Regions from separate parts of the Ovis aries genome. Here region 1 is linked to region 2. A link is a contact called in public Hi-C data. All regions are on one chromosome and are shown on one strand. Each heading gives the region's core, a stretch centred on a gene start, on an enhancer-like site or on the middle of the called end of the contact. The rest is flanking DNA. Distances are from core to core; before and after follow the strand shown.

Evidence for each region. A called contact is a pair of places that touch in the nucleus more often than the background predicts.
Region 1: a contact with region 2 is called in a Hi-C map of hypothalamus, with 3 times the contacts expected there. The contact joins two enhancer-like sites. A contact is called at or near these places in 5 of 16 Hi-C or Micro-C datasets (blood, hypothalamus, muscle and 1 more).

What each region holds. Positions count from the first base shown.
Region 1 is chr21:46,994,763-46,999,722 of ARS-UI_Ramb_v3.0, forward strand. EPS8L2 (EPS8 like 2) reads right to left here. Exons shown (of 22, transcript XM_060404176.1): 17 at 4,929-4,960; 18 at 4,258-4,371; 19 at 3,935-4,004; 20 at 3,643-3,823; 21 at 3,354-3,486; 22 at 2,347-3,281. The coding sequence ends at 3,198. Among named protein-coding and RNA genes, the nearest start is that of TALDO1, 16 kb to the left of the region's middle. Within about 2 kb of position 1,834, at least 12 of the 54 cell types and tissues checked have an H3K27ac peak or open chromatin away from gene starts, as enhancers often do. A contact at or near this core is called in hypothalamus, where this site is marked.
Region 2 is chr21:46,752,188-46,757,111 of ARS-UI_Ramb_v3.0, forward strand. No RefSeq gene overlaps it. Among named protein-coding and RNA genes, the nearest start is that of MUC2, 17 kb to the left of the region's middle. Within about 2 kb of position 2,409, at least 26 of the 54 cell types and tissues checked have an H3K27ac peak or open chromatin away from gene starts, as enhancers often do. A contact at or near this core is called in hypothalamus, where this site is marked.

The DNA.
Region 1 (4,960 bases), core at 584-3,083, 240 kb after region 2:
ACTGGGGGATACAACCCAACCTTTAACATTCTGCTGTCTTGTTACGACGCTCGTCTAGAGTTCAGGGCCCCCCAGGGACCTGCGGACCCCGCCCAGGAGGATGCTCTGTGGGGGTCACTACGGAACAGGCCATGTGCTCTTCAACTTTAATTCTGCCCGTCACGTTGGCCTAGCAATTCCCACCGCAAGCACTTTTGGGGGAGGGTTAATAGGAGTTGTTTTTACGTTTCTCCAAATGGAGCTGTTCTCAGCACCACCGTCACCGTGAAGCCGCCCTGCCAAGCACACCTTCCCCGGCGAAAGGCGTCCATCGCGCCTGTTGTGATCCCGGTGGCTGACTCGGGTGTGAGGACATCTTGCCTCCTCTGCTACTTTTGTGCAATGACCTTCCAGTGAGTCAAATATTTTGAAGAAGTCAGAAAGAAATGGAAAAGAAGAATCTCCACCCAAAATGGCATTGGGCCCCGCTGGGGGGATGGGGGGAACCAGAGGCCACGGGTGGGAAGGCGGCCACAAAGACAGCCTGTCCACAGCACAGAGCCGGCCTTGTTGGTGGGGACGTCCGTGGGCGGCACAGCTGGGCACTGGGCGGGCGCTGGGCGAGACGGCCTGCTCTGCCCGCAGTCAGACCTCCGTGGCCCCCACCCTCTGCCCCAGGCTGTGCCATCAGACCCCACCTCTGCCTGCGTGACCAGTGCAGGCTGGGGGCCTCCCAGGCTCTGCCCCTCTGTGGGGCTCCAGGCAGGGGCCCTGACCCTCTGTGCCTTGTCTGTGCCTGCTTCTGGGGCCCTGAGATCACCAGGCCCCAGGGAGGCAAGTACTCAGTCACCCCCTGCAGAGTGACGCCCTGGGGTAGGAAGCACAGGGACTCCTCACAGGGACCCCAGTAGCTGAGTGACTTGGGCCCTGCACGTGTCTGTCCTGGGGGGTCAGGGAGCCCTGCAACCTGAGCAGACCCCTGGGGTGGGGGTGGCTCAGAACCAGCAGCTCCTGGTCAGGAAGGGGGCCTGGGAGCTGGGGGAGTGGGCTCCCCTCAGGCTGCCCAAGAGACAGGATGGGCCAGAGGGGGCCGTGGTGGGAGGCGGCCTGTGGGGGGAGGAGGGAGGCTGGGCAAGGAGGCAGGTATAGGTTTGGGGGCTTCCAAGAGACAAATGACCCAGCCCAGAGGCAGGGTCCCCAAAGTCCAGACCATCCAGCTGATGACAGCACCTGGCTGGGTGGGGACAGCGGGTGCGCTGGGAGCTGTCCCTCTAACCTTCAGGTCTAATGTGGGCACCCCTGGGCCAGCAGAGGCCACCCCGGGAGCCGGGGGGCTGAGGTGCTCAGGCCTGCTTGGGGAGGGTCCCAGCCAAGCAGGGGGGCTGGCAGTCCTGGCCCAGCGGGGCTGTGCTTTCTGATGGGAGGGTGGATGCCCAATTCTCCCCTTTTCCTCTCGAGCTCCTTGTTTGTGAGATCCTGCCTAGGCATGGGAGCAAAGACCCTCCTCTCGAGGCCTGGAGCTGGAGTGAGCATCTTCCTTTCCCGGGAAGAGGGCTCCGTGGTAGTCAAGTCTTGGTGTTGCCCAGAAGGCCCCAGACACCCCCAGCTGCCCTTGACCGAGCTTCACAGGGCTTCTGAGGCCCAGCCCAGCAGGGGACAGCCCCCTACCACCGCCATCTCCCACCCTGAAAGGCACAACCAGCCTCTGTGTCCAAGCGACCTGTGGTCGCCCACCAGGCAGAGACCCTGGAACCCCGGGGGGTCCTCCCCGGCTTTAGGGGTGCAGGGCCAGGTGGCAGGCGCTGCATGCTCCCTCCTGGTCTGCCGGCTCGCAATGCGCAGAGCAGCCAGCAGAGGGAGCCACAGGCCGGCGCCGAGGGTGGGCCTGCTGTGGTCTGGCCAGCCGCCCAGGCGCCTGTGTGCCCCTGACCCCTGCCTGCAGGGTCCCCAGTCCCTGCACCGGCTGCCTGCCCCGCCCCACAGGCCCCACGTCCTCTCTGGGGCCCCTCCCGTGGCTTGGGGCTCACCCTGTGAGAGTCTAGTTTCGATCTTGACCTCATGACTCATGCCCCCTCCCTGCTGGAGGTTTGACAGACCTGCTCCCACCCCTCCCATCCGGCCTTCCGGACAGGACCTCGAGGCTGGGAGGGCCACAGGTCTGCAGTGGGCACACAGCCACAAATCTCAGGGGTGTCCTCTGGGCCCTCTCGCTCGGGTGTGGAGGGGTGAGAAGCCTCACGGGAACGTCCCCAGCCCCGCCTGGCCACTGCCTGCCTCTGCCCAGCAATTCTTCCAAAGGTGCAATCCCAGCAGGGGCTCCAGAACCCACAGCGACCCCAGCGCACCTCCAGGACACAGACACGGGGCTGCTGGGAGACTGAAGGGGTTTAATGGCGTGGATCCTGAGACTTGGTCACCTCTCCTCCTCAGGGTGTGACCGCAGTCCAGGGCTCCGAGACTCACCTCCCGCAGCGCAGCAGGCCAGGGCAGCAACCCTAAGACCTGGTCAGAGGAAGCTCAGAGCGCCTGAGCTCCGCGGAGGGCTGGGAACAGGCGTGCGGGGCCAGGGCGCTGGGGACAGGCGTGGGGGGGCGCTGGGGACAGGCGTGGGGGGGCGCTGGGGACAGGCGTGGGGGGGCGCTGGGGACAGACGTGGGGGGGCGTTGGGGACAGGCATGGGGGGTTGAGGGGTGCCCAGGGCCAGTCCTCGGGTGAATGGGGTTCAGTCCGTCCTCAATCCTCCAGGCGGTGAAGGAGCCCCCCAGGCCCCCCCAGGAGAGCAGCGCACTGGGTGGGTGCTGAGGCAGCCTTGGCCCGCAAGGGGCACCAACCTGGCCAGCTCAGAGCCAAGGGCAGCGGGGTGGCTGAGGTCTGCTGCCCTCCGCCCCGCAGCCGGCCTTTGGGGGGGCGGTGCAGGGGCGAGGCCTGAGGAAAGGTCCCTGACGGCTCTGGGGGTTCCTGCGGCCTCGGGAGCGGGGGTACGGGCGGCGCTCCGGGATCAGGGGGCAGGCGGAGGAGGGGCTGGCACCGCCTGGCGGCAAGTTTGGCTGAGGAGAGTGTGGGGGCGGCCTGGGGGGCGTGCGCGGGGGCAGCGCCGGGCCCGAGGTCACACCCCAGGGACCCCAGCCAGCGCGACTGTCCATCTGAGTCCAGGGTCCGAAACACGTCCGCGAACAAAAATAACACTCCAGCCGCGGGGCGCATCCCCAGCTGCAGGCCTAACTGTCCTCCTCCGCGCGCCTCTGGGTCTTGGAATGGAACCTGCTCATGAGCTCCTCCAGCTCCGACCCGCCCTGCTGCTTCTGGGGGAGAGAGGGGCGTCGGCCAGGGTCCCGGCGGCCGCCGTCCCGGCGCCGCGGGGCGGGCGGGCTCACCTCCAGGAAGGCCTTCTGCACGGTGAGCTGGCTGTACACGCGGGCGCCCTCCTCCCCGCACACCTTCCGCAGCTCGTCCTTGTTGAGAGAGAAGAGCTGCGGGCCGGTCAGGACGCCCAGGTGCTCCACGACCCTGCGGAGCGAGCGCCAGCGTGAGCGCGGCCGGGGCCCGGGCTGCCCGGCGCGGCCCCGGCGCCCGGCCCGCCCAGCTCCCCGCGCGCCCGGCCCGCCCAGCTCCCCGCGCGCCCGGCCCGCCCAGCTCCCCGCGCGCCCGGCCCGCCCAGCTCACCGCGCGCTGAAGGCCTTGGCTTCCAGCCAGGCGCGGACCTCGCGGGGCCCGGACGCGTGGGTGAGCGGCGGGGCCGCCGGCTGGCTGCGCTCCACGCGGAAGGGCCGCGCCGGCTGCGCCCGGATGTTGCTGATCTTCTTCGCCAGCTCGTCGTTGACCTCGTCCATGTGCTGCATTAGCTCTGCGGGCGCCGGGCGGCTCAGACCCGCGCCGCCGCGACCGACGGCTCCCCTCGCCCGCCCCTCCCCGGACGGGCTGCGGGGCGCTGGGGTCCAGGGTCCCCATCCCTCACCGTCTTTGTTTCCTGCGAAGCTGGGGGGCAGCTTGTGGGTTGGGCTGGCAGGACCCCAGTATTTCACTCCCTGCAGGAGGAGGGGGGCAGAGCACGGGGTGGCGGCGCGGGTAGGTCAGCTCGGCGTCCCTCCCCAGGCCTCTCCCTCCGCTCCCCGTTCCTACCCCCACCCCCAGGACCTGCTCGGGGCCCACACCTCCCCAGCCTTGGCCCAAACCCGCGAGCTTTCATCAGTCCCCACAGGGAGGGGTCCGGGCTGGGTCTTTCGCGACCTCGCCCCGCCCCAGCCGACCCATAGCGGGACAGGGCAGACCTCCCCTCACCTGTTCCTGGGGGGCGTCCTCCAGCCGGGTCTCTGCCAGGATGTTGCCAGGCACGTAGCCTGCCTGGCCGCTGCGATTCCGAAGCTTCCACCACTGGTGGCCGTCCTCCAGCACCTGCAGGCCCGGCATCCCGCCATCACCCGGCCCCCCCCCCCCCCCCCCCCCCCCCGCAAGCACCGGGGACCACCAGGGGGAGCCCCTCTTTACCAACGGGCCAGAGAGGGTTCTGCAGTCCCCTCTGAGCCGGCCCACGCCCAGTCCCGTGATGATGGTCACATCCTGGCCAGCACCCCTGGCCCCCCGGCCTCCCACCCTCTTCCCACTCCCCATGGGGTGTCCTGAGCCTCTAGCCTGACTGCGGATATAGATCACCCCCGCCTCCAAGCCGCTCCACTTTTTAGTGGGTGGCCTGGATTCAGGACTGGCACAAAACATGGGAAGTGCCTTGAGGGGGCTCCGGGATGGAAGTGAATGACAAGGCCCTGCTGGGTTGGGGGGTTCTTCGCCCCCCACAGGGAGAGTCCTGCCCAGCTCAGGGGCCCTTGACACCCCTCTGAGATCCCCAAGGGGGATTAGCCAGGCTGTGCTGGGGGTGCCAGGCTGAGGACCCAGAGTGGAGCCCCGGGGTCAGGCAGACGCCTTTTCTGGGAACACCCCCAGCCCCCACTCACCTCCAGGACCTCGTCCCTGAGCACTGACAGCT
Region 2 (4,924 bases), core at 1,159-3,658:
TCAGATGACCACCGCGCTCCTCGACCCCCGGCCGCGCTCCCAGCTCAGGGCTGGGCGATGGCTGAGTGGGTGCACGCAGGCCCGGCCTTTGATCCACTGGTGGCCTCTCCAGGCCTGAGCCCCTCTGCTGGGTGGGTGGGCGGGCCTCACTGCAGCCCCAGGCCCCCTGGAGAGCCCAGCCCTCCCCCCCGGCCCCTCCCCAGGCCTGCAGAGTGGCCCGCAGGGACCTGGGCAGGCGGTCAATGACACCTGAGCTCTCAAGGAACAAACAAAGGAGCCCATTCCCAGGAAGGGCTGACAGCTGGGGGCCAGGCTGGGGGGAAAGTCCAGCAGGGAGGGTCAGCGGTCCAGACCGCAGCCCCGCCCCGCCCCAGTTTATGGCCAGGTCCTGTTGGGGCACCGTGCCAGCACCCCCGCCCTTCCTCCTCCAGCGGCTTCTGGGGGCCCATCAAGGATGCAGGCCAGGAGGGAGCTCCCCAGAGAGCAAGACACAGGCAGCTGCTCCCTGGTCCAATGCAGAGTCGGGGGCGGGGTCAGGGCGAGTGGAGGACAGGCATCCCCGCGGCCCAGGCTGCCCTCTGCCCTGAGTGCCCCGACCAGGCACAGGGCCACACACTCAGGGTGCAGCCTTGACGGGGACCCACCTGCTTCCCCTGAGCCTCATGTGTTAAACCTGCTAAGGAAGGGGGGACAGGGTCAGCCCAGAGGCCCAGGGGGCTTCTAAGAGGCAGGTTAGGGCAGGGGTGGGGTCAGGGTACAGCTTGGGCACAGGGCTGGGTCTGAGGATTAGAGTGTCAGAACCAAGGGGCCTTGGGGGGGCGGTACTTAGGATCAAGAGCCTAAGACCAGCGTCAGCCACCCAGCGGCCGGGCACACTGACCTGGGAGGCAGCGAGGGCGCCCACCCCGTGCAGCAGAGCCTCCGGGAGCCTCTGGGGGCCTCCTCGTCCCTGCACCCTTTCCCAGGTCAGGGACTCACGGACACAGCCACTGACCACTCCCTCTGGTCAGGACCCAGGGGACCACCAGGGGGACCCACTGCCCTCAGGCCCAGAGTCGCCAGGTGGGGCCCCCAGGTGCCACTTACAGCTGATGGGCCGGTGCCCAGGCCGCCCACCTGGCTCTGCCCTGGGGGGTGGGGCGCTGAGATGCAGACACTGGGGCCTACCTCTCCAGCCACAGGTAAGATCACTGGGAAATTACTTCCTCCAAGCTCGTCTATGGGCTGGGGGGGTGGGGGGCGGGAGGAGGGAGCAGCGTCCACACCTACCCAGTAGCACCCCCCAAGCCCCTGCAAGTAGCTCCCCCAGGCAGCCTGCAGGACACCAAACAGCTAGGCTAACGGGGGGACGGGGCAGGGTGGGGGGGACAGGGCAGGGAGGGGGAGCTTGGCATAGCCGTGGTGAACTTGGAGAGTTCTCTCAGCCGTGGAGAGCTCCATCCTAGCGCCCCTGATGCTGGTGAATGTGTGGGAAGAGGGGTCTGGAACCGGGCCCTCCTGGGGTTCCAGGTCCTCCCCAGGTCCTCCCAGGATCTCCGAGCCAGCCCACTCTTTGCTTCCCGGGCACCCCCCGCAATGTGCTCTGCATACAGCTGGCACTCAGTAAAAGCTTGCAGTGTTTCTGTGGTGGAGGGCGGTTCCATCGCATACTGTGGCGCTTCAGGGCCCTGTGTGGGCTGCCGCCTCCTGCCCCCACCTGCACCCTCCTGCCAGAAGGTGGCCTTGGGAGGGGCGGGGTCCTGGGGGTGGTCCCCCCAGACTCAGGCAGAACGTTAGGCTGGGGTGCAGGGGCAAGGGGTGCTGTCCCCTTGGGGCCTGCAGGGACCTGGCAGCAAATGGGGGTCAGCTCTGAAACCACACATCACCGTGGAGGGCCATGAGCAGCCTAGAGGGTTGGAACAAGCCTCCTGTATCTGGGGTCTGGGATCTTGGCAGCAGCTGCCCCTTCTGCACGTCACAGGGATGGGCTGGGAGTGGGCGGGAGCCTGGCACAGCCGTGGAGAACTGGCGACCACCAGGTCCCTCGGATCAGGTCCAGCGGAGCGCCACCTCCCACCGCGGAGCCCCGCACAGGCCCTGCCAGGCCCCGAGGTCCCAGGAGCCAGAGGCCCCAGGGCCCCCCAGAGCCACCTCGTCGTTGCCCACTGCAGTGCTTCCTCTGGGCGCTCCCGCAGCCAGACGTGCAGGGAGCTCACCGCCGCCCGCCCCAGCCCGGCCCAGCATCCCAGGCAAGCGCGCGCCTTGATCAGCGCGACCGGAGCAAGGTGGCAGGCGCGGGAGGCACCGGGGATGCAGACGTTGGCCAGCAGGTGGCGCGCGTCGCCCGCACAGCCGCCCAGAGGGAAGTCTGCGCATGTGCACTCCTGCGCCGGGGCGTGGGCGGACCTGATCGGGGGCGTGGCTCAGCGAGTGAGTCACGCCCCCTCGGACTCCTCCCCGCGTGGGCGTGGCTTGAGTGGACCTCGCCCTCCCGGAGATCCGCGGGGTCTGCGCCGGCCTCAGGGCCCCCGCAAGCGGGTGCGGGGTCAGTCCGAAGGCGTCTCGCCGTCCCCTGACCCCGCCTGTCTCCGCATCGCGGCGCTGTGCCAGGTGAGCAGCGCGTGCCGCGGAGTCAGCGTCCAGCTTGCGCGGCTCACAGGCTGGACTGGAGGGAGCTCTGCCTGACCTTGGGCAGGTCACTGGCCTCCGCGCAGTGGGGGCTGGGAATCATCAGTCGCTCTAAGCATCACACCTGCTGGGGACCCTTCCCCAGCTGACCAGCCCGCCCTGCTGCTCTGGCCCTGGGCCCTCCCTGCCCGGCCCTGCCCCACAGAGGGCCGCCCACCTCTGCGCCTGCGCAGGGAACCAGGTGGCAGCCTGCAAGTGCGGGGGAAATGGACAACCCGATGGCCTCCGTCCTCCAGAGAAGAGCCCCCACCCGGTGGTCCTGGGGTTCTGCCTACAGCCTCAGTCCCCACCCTTAGAGGGCCCTTTGCAAACAGACTACCTGGAACCCACCTGGCCTAAACCCCCAGGGGAGCCAGGGGGCAGGACGGAGGCAGCAGGGCCCGCACTGCCGGCTGGTCCTCAGGGCAGGGGCTGTGTGAGGGTTCAGAAGTGCCCAGAACGACCGCCCCAGCTCTGGGGCTGGGAGGAGGTGGGACCCTGCCTGGAGTTGGCCACAACACCGCCCCCTCCTGGACGGCTAGAATCTGTCCCTGCTTCCCCCAGAGAGGAGCCTGTCCTCCTAGGCGTGGCCGCGTGTCCTTGGCATAGTGACCATACAGAGAGCCCCTGATGCCCTGCCTTCCCATGGTGGGGAGCGCAGCCTTCAGTGGTGACCCCCCAGGAGGGGTGACCCCCCGGGAGGCCAGGGCTGGAACCAGAGCCAAGTCTAGGTGACGCAGTGTGGTGGGAGCGGGCCTCAAGGAAGCGGATGTGGCCTTTGCACCAGCAGATTACTGAGCCAGGTGAGCAGGAAAGTCAACAGAAAGCTCTCAAGGAGCAGCTGAGGGACCTGCCCTGCCTGTCACCCATGGGTCAGCGTCACCCCAGGGGCAGCCGCACAGGGATGGGGCCCGGTGGGCAGCACTGGACTCCAGGCAACCCCACCGACCACAGACATGCGAGGGGCAGGGCCTGGCATGGGGCTGCAAGCGTGGGCTGCGGCAGCGGCTACCGCCACATCCGTTACTGTGGGTGAAAGGACCCTTGATCCACAAGTCATGAGTGCTTGGTGAGGCTGTACCCAGAGGGCAGGGGGGCGGCTCAGGCCAGCAAGGCCCAGGCCTGGGGGTGCCATTCATCTCAGTGATGCTCAGAAGGAGGTGCGAGGACACTCCTCCCCAGGGGTGGTCCCCCAGCAGGGGCGGGGACAGTGCTCCAGCTCAGAGGGTGAACCCACAGCCTCTGGAGGCCCCCAGCAACAGCAGGCAGGACCCCTGAGATGGGCCTCTCCTGTGCGACAGGGGCCCAAGGGGTCTACGGGATGGAGGGTGCAGGCAGATCTTCGGGAGGAATGGGTCTGCCCCCGGCTCCCCAGAAGATGAGGAAAGCATACAAAGTAGCCCCCAAAGCAGAGTCTCCAAAGGGCAGGCGGCCCCTCTGAAGATGCACGCACGGGGGGAGGCGCTGACCCCAGCCTCAGCGGGGGCTGGACATGCAAGTAGGGTCCTTACAGACGCAACTGCTTCCGGTGAGTTCACACCGAAACAGGTGGGCCCTCGCCCACGTGGCGGTGTCCTCATAAAAAGAGGGGGCATTTGACTCAGACACACACACGGAGAACGCCACCTGAGGATGCAGGCAGAGATAGGGATGGTGCGTCCACAGCACACGGAACCCCAAGGGTGGCCAGGAAGCGCTGCGGTGAGGGGCAGGTCATGGACCAGACGCTCCTCCCAGCCTCTGGGAGTCAAGTCTGCTGAGGCCTGGCCCTCAGACTCCAGCCTCTAGAACTGGGAGTTGATAAATGCCAGGTGCTCAGGCCGCCTTGGAAAAGTAAAACGGGAGTCCCCGTGGTGCTGCCCAACGCCTCAGGATGGGGAGGTGCCCGAAGAGCCCATGCTGGCAGCGTGGCTGTGGGCGGGGGCTCTGGGGGCAGTGTCTTCCTTCCCGCCCTTCCCTGCATTCCCCACGTGACAAGGTTTAACAACTAAAAGATGGGAAAAAACACGTGAGGTTGACTGTGGTCAAGACGCTGGACGCCAGGCAGCAAAGAGCAGGGAACGCAGAGGAGATGGGCACCCACGAGGTGGGTGCCAGCTACAATTTCCTGGTCACTGCCCTGAAACTGCTACCAGGACGAGGTGTGGGGAGGGGACTGAGACTCCTGGGGACAGGGTAGATGGAGTCCAGGGGATGCTGGAGAAGACGGGGCTGCACAGAGCAAGCCCTGGGTGGGCAGAACCCCGAGCCCCATGGGGCAGGGCATGCAAGTGAGGGA